2 separate regions of the Mus musculus genome follow, and region 1 is linked to region 2. Evidence: chromatin contacts called from public Hi-C data. All regions are on one chromosome and are shown on one strand. The core of a region is the stretch at or near the end of the contact, and the rest is flanking DNA. Distances in the headings are between cores, read along the strand shown. Region 1 has its middle 11 kb from the start of Gm24565. Region 2 overlaps LOC115486428 (a long non-coding RNA gene).

Region 1 (6,249 bases), core at 2,274-4,773, 160 kb before region 2:
ATCATTGTTTATATGAGTGATTAAGCTGTTATCTCTCAGGTCTAAACCCAGCCAATTCTATTCTGCCTTGTGGTAATGCACAAGATAAATTTCCCAATCGACTTGGTCAGGGTTTTCCTGTTGGGTTCTGTTAACAGGAGGCATGGGATAGATTTGGAAGACAGGTAGGAAGTGACAAGTAGGACGCTTCGGAGCCAAGCCTTCTGACCATCTACTTCTGGACCCTGTGACTGGGTCTAAACAGTAACATTTCAGCCAAGTACCAGGGGTCAGCTCCATCCTTGAGTTCTAATGTTCTCAGGACTAACCATGAACCTACTCAGAAAACCTTAGCTCATTCATTTGTGTGCACTAATGTAAGGGACCTCTGGCCCCTCCTTTTCTTTCATTAGTGTTGGGCAAAAACTAAAGAGTGTGTTTGTGGATGAATTGAGCTGCTTAAGCCCTCCCACATCTGTGCACTAACTCTCCATTGAATCTCTTTAAACTCCCAGGAGGTTTTCAGTTCCCATACTAAACTCAACCCTTTATAGCTTGACTGTGAGCCAAGCTCCGCCCACAAAGTAGAAGGCCAGTGATTCTTTCACGCAATTGAGGTCTGAACCCACTGAGGTCTGAGCCTCCTTCTCCTTAGGCTGGGTACCTCAGAAGTCAGAATCTGGGGGTGGGGGGAGAGAATTGGCTATAGTATCTAGACACAGAACAGTGATAATCCTGCTAGTTCCTGACTAGAGGGAGTTTCCGGTCTAGTGGAAGGACCTAGAACACAGACAGACATGAGGCAAAGAGTTGGGCAGAGTAGATCAGTGTCCTGTTGCTGCTATAATGAGTTATCCCAAGCTGGGTATCTTCCAACAGAAAAGATTCTCCTGCCAGAGATTCTTCAGGAGGCCAGAAGTCTGAAATGAGGGTGTCTGTTTTCAGGGCACCCCTAAGTCTCTAGAGGAGAATCAGCCCTTGCCTCTTCCAGCCACCCTCTGCAATCCCTTCTTTATGACCTTGCCACTCCAACCTCTGCTCCATCTTCACATCAGCTTCTATTTCAGTGCTTCTTATAACAAAAGACAACTGTGACTGATCTAACTTCTGATTAACACAGAAGGACCTCATTCCAAGAGTCTGCAGTCACCATATCTGAAAGGACTCCCCCCTCCCCCAATCCTCCCCCCCCCCCCCCCGTGCAGGTGCTCACACCTTTTAAAGAGAGATCACAATCACAGGTTTAGGGGTTACAATGTGGCTCTGTCTCTGGAGGGCCACCATCCCCATGCAAGCTGTTCACACAGTAAAGTATAGATGCAAGCAGCATTCGGGGAGATTTTAGATGAGACTATTGATCTCCATGGAGACTATAGGTCTCCATGGGTCCAAGGAACAGAGCTACCTGGAGCTTGCAGCATCCTGTCCCAGGCTCCAATTGTCCCATCTCTGCCTGTCTCAGGGATGCCTCCTATCTCTTTTCACATCCATCCCATGTAAGTGCCGGAGACAGGACCCTTTTCTTCACAGAATCCTCTTGCTGACTTCAATGCCTCTCTCAGCAATGCCAGGATTCATATTGGAATACTACATAATCAAAAATTAGAACTTTCAGCAGATCTTTAATTCTCTAAGATCATATCTTAAGATCATCCAAGAAAAATTTACAGCGAAGACTTTCAGATTCCGTAGCCTGTGGCCTTTTCCCTCTTTATCACGTACTTTACTAAATACAATGATTTAAAATTAGACAGCAGCTAATGTTTAATTAGTTTAGGATTGGGACTGAGGGCCAGTTGGTAAATGTTTGCCTAGCATGCAAACTGGATTCAATTCCCAGGACTGCACAAACTAAGTGTAATGTCTCCTGGCTATAATCCCAGTATTTAGGAGGTAGAAGCAGGAGGATCCAAAATTCCAACTCATCTTCAGCTCTATGAGTTCAAGGTCAGCCTGGACTATATAAGACCCTATCTCAAGAAGCAAACAAACAGTGAAGGTGTACATTTTTATTTAAAAAAATTTATTAGTATATATCACTTATGCCCAATAATGGATTTTGCTGTGCATTTTAAAAATATGTATTTGACTATATTCCCCCTATTTTGAATTTCTTTTTAGTTACATTATTTTTCCAGTTAAATAAATGAATAGGAAGGAGTGCTTACACACTTCCCTCAGCCTTATGGGCGTTCCTCAGCTCTCTGTTACTTTACTGAAGATGTGCCCTCTAAACTCTGGGCTACAAGTCCTTGACTGACATAGAAGCATTTTATTCTGTTGGTAGTGAAGGGCTGTTGGTAAAACCTTGATGGACTCGAAGGTCACAGCCCACTTCCCCCCAGGCAAATGAAGCACTGTGGTTTCCATAACAGGCAAGAACATTAGCAGGGTAATTACAGGAGCTACTGGAGACCAGCTAAGAAAGAGGTTGCCAGCCTCTAGGTGGACCACAACGATCACATTCCCAGATCCAGATCATAGTCACCATCTTGTTTTGCTAATAGTTTTGCCCTCTCTTCTAATCCTTTCACAGAAATTAACCTATGTGGGAATCAGGCACTCGGCACCTGCAACTTTGCCTACCTTCATTCAACCCCACAACCATGCAGTGCCCCCCTTCAGATCTTTAACAGCGTGCACGTGTGTGTACGTGTGTGTTCGTGTCCCGGCCAGAGGGCAGTCCTGGGTACCATCCTCAGAAACGTCCCCTCCCAACTCCTTTAGGTTAGTGTCTTTATTAGCACAGCTCCCGGACCTTGACAGTTAGGCCGGAATGTCTGGCGGCTGAGCCCCTCATCGACTGTCTCTGCCTCCTTTGTGTTGAGGTCACAAGCTTGCCCCACCACGTGGAGCAATTTTATGTGGGTTCTGGGGAAAGAACTCAGGTCTTCATGTTTATGAAAAGAACACTTCACTGACAGAGCCATCTTCCCAGTTACCACTCGAAAATTCCCACGAAAGCTTAGGGGTGCTTTGGAGACAAAAACATATATAGCCACGTGAGACATACAACCATATATTATCAGGGAGCTCACAGAAGCAATCTTTGTCTCTGTGTTAAGAGGCTGATCATGGAGCCAGCACTCCCACCACTCTCACGGAGGAGCTGGGCACGATGGAACTCACACTACTGAGCCACAGCGCCTGAGGCCAAGTCATTCCTCCAGAGGCCAGTGTAACTCAGAGAACACTGATGGAGAAAGCTGCCCTGAGGACAATTAACTCCAGGCGTGGTAGCGCACACAATGCTAGCGAAGCCTTGTTAATCAAGAGAAACCAAGAGAACTTGCTTTCCAACTCAGGAACGACGGGAAAGCGGTAGTTCAGAGAACGCACATGACTCTTGGCTCTTCCTGAAGAAGAGCCTGAAGATCCTTTCTCACCGTCCCAGGTTCTGATCTTCTGTCTGCACTTCCATAGGAATGACCTTCAAAGTTTCCTGTTTAATGAATGAATGTCCACAAAGGCGGGAGCTGCTACCGACAGTGTCTGAATCACCAGGCTCTGCATTCAGCAACACTTCCCGTGCTGAACAGCCTCGGCTCCGGTCTCACTTGTCAGCTTTTATTAAGTCCACATGGCGTGAAGAGCCAGCGCTGTGAGGGGCACTTGACCAAGAAAATTAAAGTAATTTAGCCCTCATCTAGTAAACCGTCGGTAGGGCAGGCCTCCAGGCTGTTAGATTTTGCTAATTTAATCTCATGAAGATGGGTAAATGATAGGGATAATTTTTTAATGGAAAACTAGAAAAATTAAAAATATGAAAATGGTATTTTTGCATTACAGAAAGTACATTCAACATTTTTGGTAGATTTGATTTTATTTAGAACTAAATAGTATTCAAATGTAATGCTAATTTCAATTCCTGTAATTTTTACAGGAGTTTTAATAACTGGAATTTGGAGCAACGAATTAGTTGCGCTGAGAATGAAGTTGCACTTTGGAAAGTATGCCAGCAGGTGGCAGTGTCTGACAAAGGGTTTTTTAACTTTTTGCCTTTTCCCTTCCCCCGCAGCAAATTCAAGTCAAAAAAATAATTAGGCATCGCTTATTTCTTATTACTACAGAAGCAGCTGGTTCAATCCTTTGGAAAAGAAAAATAAAATGATTATCTTCAACTGATTCTCTAAATATCCCAAATTGATTTCAATAAGTCAGTATTATTTTTTGGCAATATAGATTAATTTGTACAGATGAGAATAGTTTTATTCGTGTGTGTGTGTGTGTGTGTGTGTGTGTGTCTTTTATCACTCTTTCTCTTTATTTTTTGAGTCAGAGCCTTTCACTGAACTAGAGTGACTTGGTTGGGCTAGCTGAGCAGCGAGTCCCAGGCATCCTGCTGTATTGTCTCCCCCAGAGCTGACTCGGCTGGCAGGGCACACACTGTTGCTTTTTTATTGTGTGCTTGGAATTGAACTCAGGTCCTCCTTGTTTTATGGCAGTCACTTTACAGCATAGCCAGCTGACCAACCCTAAGAACAGCTTTTTTTCTTTTTAAAGCTGATTGAACAGAGGCATTCTCTCAATTCTTTTACAGGCACGAATCTTCAATAACATCCCCAATCGATTTTGTTATTATTTCAATTCAATTGACTTGTGTGCCAAACAAAAATTGGAGTGTTTCTGCCACAAATCTCCTTAATCTTTCCTTTAAGAACTAACAAACAGATAAAAATAAAATTAAAAACTGAGGTGAGATGCACCTGCCTGCAATCTCCTTACCAAGGAGGCAGAGGCAGGAGCATGACTGCAAATTCAAGGCCAGCCTGGTCTACATAGAGAGTCCCAGACCAGCCAGGACTACACACTGAGACCATGCCTAAAGGTAACATTTTCTCTTCTTTATTAAAAGGTAACATTTTCTCTTCTTTATTAAAAGGTAACATTTTCTCTTCTTTATTAAAAAGAAAAACAAGAGAAGGTAAAGATGTTAGTGGTTAAGAGAGAATTCAGAATCCTCACTCTGTTTATTCTGGTTGGAATCCCAGCTGTGTTTTCTTTGAATATTAAACTGTTTTGACATTTTTTTTTTCATACTGTCTTCTGTCTTTATTATTTAGATCAACCATATCTCAGGAGCTGTGCCTATGTATAATGTTGCATATCCAATGTACATGCATGTCATAAAACGATGCCATTTCACTCAGCAACCATATCAGGCAGAGAGTAAGGAGGAGTAGGAAATCGAGGACTCTGCCTCCCCAGACCTGGCACCCTGCCTGAGGACATGGGGATAAATGTGCCACAAGTTTCTGAAAAGACTCAGATGACCTCTGCTGCAGAGCAAGGACAGCAAGGTGAGGAAGATGCAGAGTACAGAGGTCTAGAAAGGCACTGTGGCCTTATTAACCCTTGAGGGACTCGTGGCTCATGGATCTGCAGGCTCATTCGAGGCTGGGCAGCAGCAAATGAAACTGTGGAGACAGTGAGAAGAGCTGGGTGATGGAGTCATTGCAGTGGGACTCAGAGTTGGCCTGTTGTATGGGAAAGGATGAACGGATGGGGAAGCAGAGAGATCTTCTGGGCCGAGAAAGCATGAACAAAGACTTAAAACTCATTTCAGGACATGGGGAGTCACTGGAGCCTCACTAAGGGGCCAAAGCTTAGCTTTAGCATGCCTTCTAATCCCCATTTTACATGCAAGGACACCAAAGTTTAGTGCAATGGAGCCATTTGCCAAAGGCCACCAAGACAAGCAGACAAGACACATTAATCAGGGCCTACCTTGAGAGCCACAGGAATAACTGTAAAGATGGTGTCGTTCTTACGTTTTTGTTTGGAAATGTGGAGGTGAGAGAAATTGGGCAAGAAGGTACAATCTAACTTTCAAAATAGATAGTTAGGTAACAAAACAAATAAATAACAAACGCCTGAATGTCTGGGGAACATGGCTTAGCTCGTCAAGGGTTTCCCTCTCAGGCACCAGGACCTGAGTTCAAAACCTAGAAACCATGTAAAAGTTCAGTGCTGCAGCAGTTGTGACCCCAGGGCTGGGCTGGGGGGGTGGGGATCGGAGACAGCTGATCCCTGCACATACTCGGTCAGCTGGCCTAGCCAAATCCACAAGCTCCAGGTTCAGTGAGAGACTTGCCTCAGAAAACAAGGTAGAGAGCAATAAAAGATACCCAGTGCTTACCTGTAGCCTCTACATGCGTGCACACATGTACATGAACAGGTATGTGTACCTCATCCCACAAAAGCTAGTGTGTATCCCTGATATACAGAGTATAAGGAAATGTCTGGATTAACCTGATTTCAATCCTGCCA
Region 2 (6,572 bases), core at 3,716-6,215:
ATTGGTTATGTTTGCAGAGGAGCAGAAATCTCCTGAATAATAAGGGGAGTGAAAATAAAGACAGAAATGAGCTAATTTGAGAAACCTTCGGTGGGTATACTTGGCTGACTTTGGTAAAGAACTGGATGGGCAGGGAGAAACGCTTGATAGAATTTTAGGAACTTGATCGATTCCGTTCAGATAGAATTTTATTCTATCAAGTATGAAATCCTGGACTTTAGAACTCTTTACCTAATCCTAGGTCTGTCCAAATTCAACAACAAGAAAAAGCAAAATGTGTATACCCAAGAATAAGAAAAACGAAGGCAGAAAAACAAATAAAACTTGAGAAAATATCCTATCCCTAACCCTTGAACAGAATTCCCTGCCCACCAGCAAATGAAGATCAGAATGTAATATTGTTAGTGCATAATCCATGGCCAGAGTTCTTACCAGCTACAATGTACAATATATAACACTCAAGGACACATTTTAATCACCCACCCTTATAGTCAGTCTAGCTGTGACATCAAAGTGTTATAGAGTGTGTAACTGTCCCTATGCCTTCTTCAGAGCTGTTGAAAAAGCATGAGACATGTCAGGTCATAGGGCGTGTTTCAAGGAATGAGCCTTGTAGCACAAGTAAGAAAAATTGTATAACTTTAGCTGTACTTAGTATTCTTATGTCTCAAATCATTGGACTGTCTTAGGTAGGGGGACATTCCTATACCCTCTGTAGCCCTTGAAGGTCAGAAGAGAGCATCAGATGCTCTGACTCTGGAGTTGCAGGTGTTTGTGAGCCACCCCATGTGAGTGCTGGGAACTGAACTCGGGTCCTCTGCAAGAGCAGCAGATGCTCTTAACCACTGAGCTGATTTTCCAGCACCCAAGTCCCTTAATTTAAGGAAAACAGGGAATCCTGTTAGTCCTAACAGGAATAGCCATCCAGCCTTGCAGCCCACTGATAACTTTAGTCTGCAGCCCACTTCCTGGATCTGGCTTTATGACTTCACTGAGATTCTGTGTCTATGCTCCAAGAGCACATGGTAAGAGATTGGGTCTGCTCTGAGGTCAAGGATTATAGAAGGTCCCCAGAGTCCACAAGATGACAGCCTAGACCCCTTGGCTCCCTGCCTTCCACCAGTAGAGCAAGCCAAGCTCCAAAAGCCAGGGCTGGAAGCTGGGTCACCACTCTGACTTGGATAGAGAGCACAGTGGTGTGTAGCTGTCCTGCAGGCTGCTCCAGTGCTGGCTTCAGACAAGAGACTAAGGTCAGGCATGTGGTTGAGATTACATATGTGTATCTGGCAGAAGTCATATCATGTCTTAGGAAAACAGATCTTATAATGTCAGCTGTTCTTAGTAGTGCGGTCCCCTGGCTGGAGATGCCAGGAGGATCTCTAAAGTGTTTTCTCCATGCTGCGTGGGCCATCCTCACTCCCCAGAAATGCTACTTTCTTGTTTGGAAGTCAAGCAAAGAGTCAGTCAGATCTCAGCATAGAACAGACTTATCGTGTATAGTTCAAATAATCAAATCAAAGAGGTATGGGTGGGGCTCGGGGAACTAATGTGGAATAGGAAGAACCATCCAAGGGCAGCCAGGAGGGCAAGCTTTTCAGCATCCGGAGGGCAGAGGAGACAGAGCTTGTCAGTACCAGGTCACAGCTGGAACTACAGATTAGGCATCACCGTCACGCTGAATCACACAGGAAAGAGTTGCTGCCAGGGACGTGGCCCAGCAGTGGGAGAGATCATGGAAGGGACACTCATCCCTTCTCCTGGCCCAGGGATGTCGGCCCAGTAGTGGGAGATGGCACGGAAGGGGAAGGGATAGTCACCTCCCACTAGAATGAGGGTGAGGCAGGAGCAGCAGGAAGAATCTCCAGCACAGGGTGGGGGGTGGGGGAGGTCACTGTCTCTAGTCTTAGGACTGGCGTTGTTTCTAAAAGCACACACACACACACACACACACACACACACACACACACACACTCATGCATATGAATTAGTCCCCACAAAGATCAATTTTGTTTGCTTTAATATTATTCTGGAAGTAATGTTGTATATACTCACGACATAGTTACAGTTTTGATTCTGTGTCCTATTGGTTTAAAAAGAAGGCAGACAGCCCCAAATTTGCATACTTATTGTCATGTGTTGCTTAATGTTCCAGTCAGTAATCGGCCATAAATGTAACGTGGTCTGTCACATAAGATGACAGTGTCTAGTGATCATATTGGCCTCTTTGGTTATGTAAATAGTCTCTGAGGTTTGCACAGTAAGATCATCTGTATCCTTTTCCTTAAATAACAGGCAACTGGACTTGTAAGCTGTGTGTGCTGTGTGGGTATTGCTGTTCCAGTATACCATAGCTGTGTGTGCATTACTGCTCCAGTATACCATAGCTGTGTGTGCATTACTTCTCCAGTATACCATAGCTGTGTGTGCATTACTGTTCCAGTATACCATAGCTGTGTGTGCATTACTGCTCCAGTATACCATAGCTGTGTGTGCATTACTGTTCCAGTATACCATAGCTGTGTGTGCATTACTGTTCCAGTATACCATAGCTGTGTGTGCATTACTGCTCCAGTATACCATAGCTGTGTGTGCATTACTGTTCCAGTATACCATAGCTGTGTGTGCATTACTGTTCCAGCATAATATAGATGTGTGTGCATTACTGCTCTAGTGTACTATTTCTAGTGAAAGTATTGGGATAATTTGTAAGACCAAAGACTCTTTCTTAGCCTTTTCAGAGGGTTGTTGTGAGAATTAAATGTTTGTATGTAGAGCCCTTAGAATAGTGCCTTACAAGAAGCTAGCAGAAAATGAGAGAAGGGGGGGGAGAGAGGGGGGGAGAGAGAGTATGAAACACCTCCAACAGAAGTTTTAAAAGTCTGAAATCCATTACAGAAATGGGAGTTGGAGGGTTCTCTACTCCCACAATGCCTAGCTCTCACAGGGTGACCACTTCCCACTTTTCAGACCACCAGCTAAGGAGACAAAAGTTGCTGTGAGCAGCTGTCCCCTTTTGTGTCCTGGGGTAAAGTAAGTGCCCTATTCCAAATTTACTGCCCTCATCTGCAAAATGAGATGAGGCTCACAGCACCTTGCCCAACTCTATTTTGGCTGTTTAAGGCTTTTCCCCCATTTAAGCCAACAATGAGATGAATGATTTTTATAGCAGGTTTCTTGAGATAAAATTTATAGATCATAAGATTGACCCATATAAAGTGTATAGTTCAACAATCTTTAGTGTGTTCTAAGCAATGTTAACAGTCATCACCTGATGCTAGAACGTTTTTCTTTTGTTACAAAAGAAACCTGTAACCATCATAGTTGGTCCTATCCCCACCCATGCCAGATCCAGTCAGTCTTCAGTCTGCACTCTGGGTCTCTCCTTTCTGGGTTTGTCAGGTTAGTTGGATCCTACAGTGTGTGGGCCTCTGTATCTGTCCTACTTCATTTACTATTACAAAAAATAAGGGGTTCACCCATTCTGGGCACTCAGAATTTATTGCTGAGCATCCCATATTATAGATCAGCCACTCTATCTATCTATCTATCTATCTATCTATCTATCTATCTATCTATCTATCTATCTATCTATCTATTGCCAAGATCTCTAGCCCAGGCTGGCCTCAAACTCTCTCTATAGCTGAATATTCCCTTGAACTTCTAATCCTCCGGCTTCTACCTCCCCAGGGCTCTGGGACTTGACTACTAATTCCCATTTACAGTGCTGAGGACTGAACCTAGGGCTTCATGAAGGCTAGGGAAACTCTCCACCAACTCAGCTGCATCCCCGCCTCTGACCTCATGCTGCTTATTCCTTAAGTAATGATGGATGTTTGCGTAGCTCCCAAGATAAAGCACCTTTAACGAGTTAATCTTCGCACGCGTCGACTTTAGTTCCTTCAGATGCAATCCCGGGCTTTGAAATAGTAGGCCAAAGATCATGAGCCCAGTTGCTCAGCTCCTGAATACAAAGTGTGCTTCATCTAATCTTTATCACCATTGTCATCTGAAGAGTCACTGCTGCACAGCCAGTGAATTACAAAATGTTGTGTCCCTCCCCATGCCTGGAGATGTTTGCGATAGAAAACTTCTGAATCACCACCTCTCAGGAGTTTGGGATGCCATAAGCTGTGGTGGACAGTAACATGTCTAACAGAAAGAAATAGGATAAGCATGTGTGCAGACCTCTATTTTCAGTAAAGACTTGTAGTTAGGGTTAGTGAAAATGTTCAGAGGATTCTAAGAAGTCAAGAGACTTCTATCTTCGTCTCTCTGTCTGTCTCTCTGTCTCTCTTTTTGTCTGTCTGTCTCTCTGATCATCTCTGACTCTGTCTCTGTCTCTGTCTCTGTCTCTGTCTCTGTCTCTGTCTCTCTCTCTCTCTCTCTCTCTCTCTCTCTCTCTCTGACAGTCTCACTAGCTCTGTCTGGCCTGTAAACAGGACTATGTAGAGCAAGCTAACCTGGAACTCAAAAGAGATTCATCGGCCTCTAACTCCTGAGTGTTGGGATCAGTGTCCTGTGTCAACATGCCCTGTGTCACCTTTTTTGTTTTATTTAAGGCATGTTTCCACTATCAGCCTCCCCAAGCTGGGTTAGTACCCACAAAAATCGCTTCTTATGACAGCGCGATTCTGACCCACAGAGGACACACTAAGTATCATTAGGCTCCCAATCAATGTATCTGCAGATATGTTATGGTTGAACTGGCTTTTTCGCACCTCAGGAAATTTGTAGATGAGGGTAAAGTTCTTTTCCACATGCTGCGGGTTTTTTAATCTGACATAGCTGTGATGCTCTTGTGGGAGCCTCCTGGGTACAGTCTCCTCACACTTTTTCTTTATTACATGAGAGGATCCTGCGGGGAAGGCAGCTGGTGGATGAACACCAAATCCAAGGAGCAGTCCCTGGGAGTCCTGCAGTGTTTACAAATAGCGTGGTCTCTGCAGCAACCAATGAGCCATAGATAAGAGCCGCCTCCTTGACAGCTGGCTCGAATCTTTCCCAAGCCTGAAAAACATTCCCGGGGCCATGGCGACCAGGATGGCCTCTGTGTCTCCTTGCCCCTGACCTCTACTCTTCCTCTACAGGCCTTTCTGGCCTCAGACAAACAGGTCTGACTGACATGCAACCCACAATTGCTCCACCTGGCTCCGGGTGCCCTCAGTACTGATCTTTGCTTCATCTTGGGAACATCAGCATCTTGGGCTTGACCTTCAAGACACATGTGATAGACTGAATCCAGTGTCTTGTTCGTTTGGGTTTTGTGAGGGGGAGAGGGGTGTGTGTGTATGCACCTGTGTAGATAGGGTCCCCCACTAGCTTGGAAAATTACCAACTAGGCCAGCTGAGTCCCAGAGACCTGCTTGTTTGTACTGCCCCAGCATAAGAATTACAAGTATGAACTCCCACATCTGTCTTTTTTTTTTTTTTTTTTTTTTTTAATGTGGGTCCCAGGGCTCAAACTCAGGTCCCGATACTTACAAAACAAGTACTTTCCCAACAGCTGTCCCCTGGCCCTAGGACATCTAGTTTTAACTCTTGAACCTCATCATAGATGCTATCAGGCCCATTTTAACGATGAGAAAGTTGAGACACAGTTGAGTGACAGATGAGTAAATACACTTCTAATCAAGATACTTAAAATGCACTCTTTTCTAAGAGTAAAAGAAGGTGATTTTGCTGCTGTACACTGGTGTCTGAGCTGGGAAGAGTGTGCGCTGTAGTGACCACACCCTATAAGACAAATGCTGCAGGTCGTCCCCTTGCTTTGCAAGGTAGCATCAAAGCAAACATCCCGCAGCAGAAGAAAGGTCACTGATTGGGACACTTGAGAAACTTTGGTTACATTTACTGACAATGGATCCCTTGTTGTCCATCCTCTGGGAGACTCCAGTATAGACATCAGCCTTGTAAAGACACTGAGAACAGAAAAGCATAAGTGCTGTGTATGCATGTGCGTGTGCGTGCGTGCGTGTGTGTGTGTGTGTGTGTGCGCGTGCGTGCGTGCGTGTGTGTGTGTGTGTGTGAGAGAGAGAGAGAGAGAGAGAGAGAGAGAGAGAGAGAGAGAGAAAGAGAAAGAGAGAGAGATTGTTTAGCATGTTAAAGGTCTATTTTTTAATATCCACAGACAAAATGAATTACATACTAGCCATGATTTTGGCTTAATTTTTTAGAAGATGAGTGAGGTACATACATATACAATGAGCTATCTGTTTACTTAGTAGAAAATTTACCTCCCTTTAGCCTCTGCCACTGAGATTCTCTCTCAGGAAGTGAGTATGGATTTTAAGTTCTCAGATAATGTATGTGTGTGTGGTAGTCTATGCATATGTGTATGTGTAAGTATATGTGTGTCTTTCAGTTCTGTAGAACACTCATATTGTGTTCTTATTTTTGCAAATAGATATTAAAAGTCATGCTGTATCACGTCCTGATGGGCATTTAGAGTCTTCCTAACTTTTCACTCCTACACACAGAGCTGCAGTTGGAGGGGCCTTTATACGTTTGTCTTAGTTACCCTGGTGTGTCCTCTATCAGCCCTTACTTGAAAGTATGAGTAAGGGCTAGGGCTT

The links. A called contact is a pair of places that touch in the nucleus more often than the background predicts.
Region 1: a Hi-C map of uterus shows a contact between it and region 2, with 5 times the contacts expected there. The contact joins two enhancer-like sites. A contact is called at or near these places in 4 of 39 promoter capture datasets (embryonic stem cells, liver, neural stem cells and 1 more), 2 of 484 Hi-C or Micro-C datasets (both in uterus) and 2 of 115 datasets of contacts at active chromatin or transcription factors (differentiating embryonic stem cells and embryonic stem cells).

Annotation. Positions count from the first base shown.
Region 1 is chr6:97,738,010-97,744,258 of GRCm38.p6, reverse strand. No RefSeq gene overlaps it. Among named protein-coding and RNA genes, the nearest start is that of Gm24565, 11 kb to the right of the region's middle. Within about 2 kb of position 3,523, at least 15 of the 459 cell types and tissues checked have an H3K27ac peak or open chromatin away from gene starts, as enhancers often do. A contact at or near this core is called in uterus, where this site is marked.
Region 2 is chr6:97,581,339-97,587,910 of GRCm38.p6, reverse strand. All of the region lies in intron 1 of LOC115486428 (a long non-coding RNA gene), which reads right to left. It also overlaps a transcript of Frmd4b not described here. Among named protein-coding and RNA genes, the nearest start is that of Gm23510, 12 kb to the right of the region's middle. Within about 2 kb of position 4,965, at least 19 of the 459 cell types and tissues checked have an H3K27ac peak or open chromatin away from gene starts, as enhancers often do. A contact at or near this core is called in uterus, where this site is marked.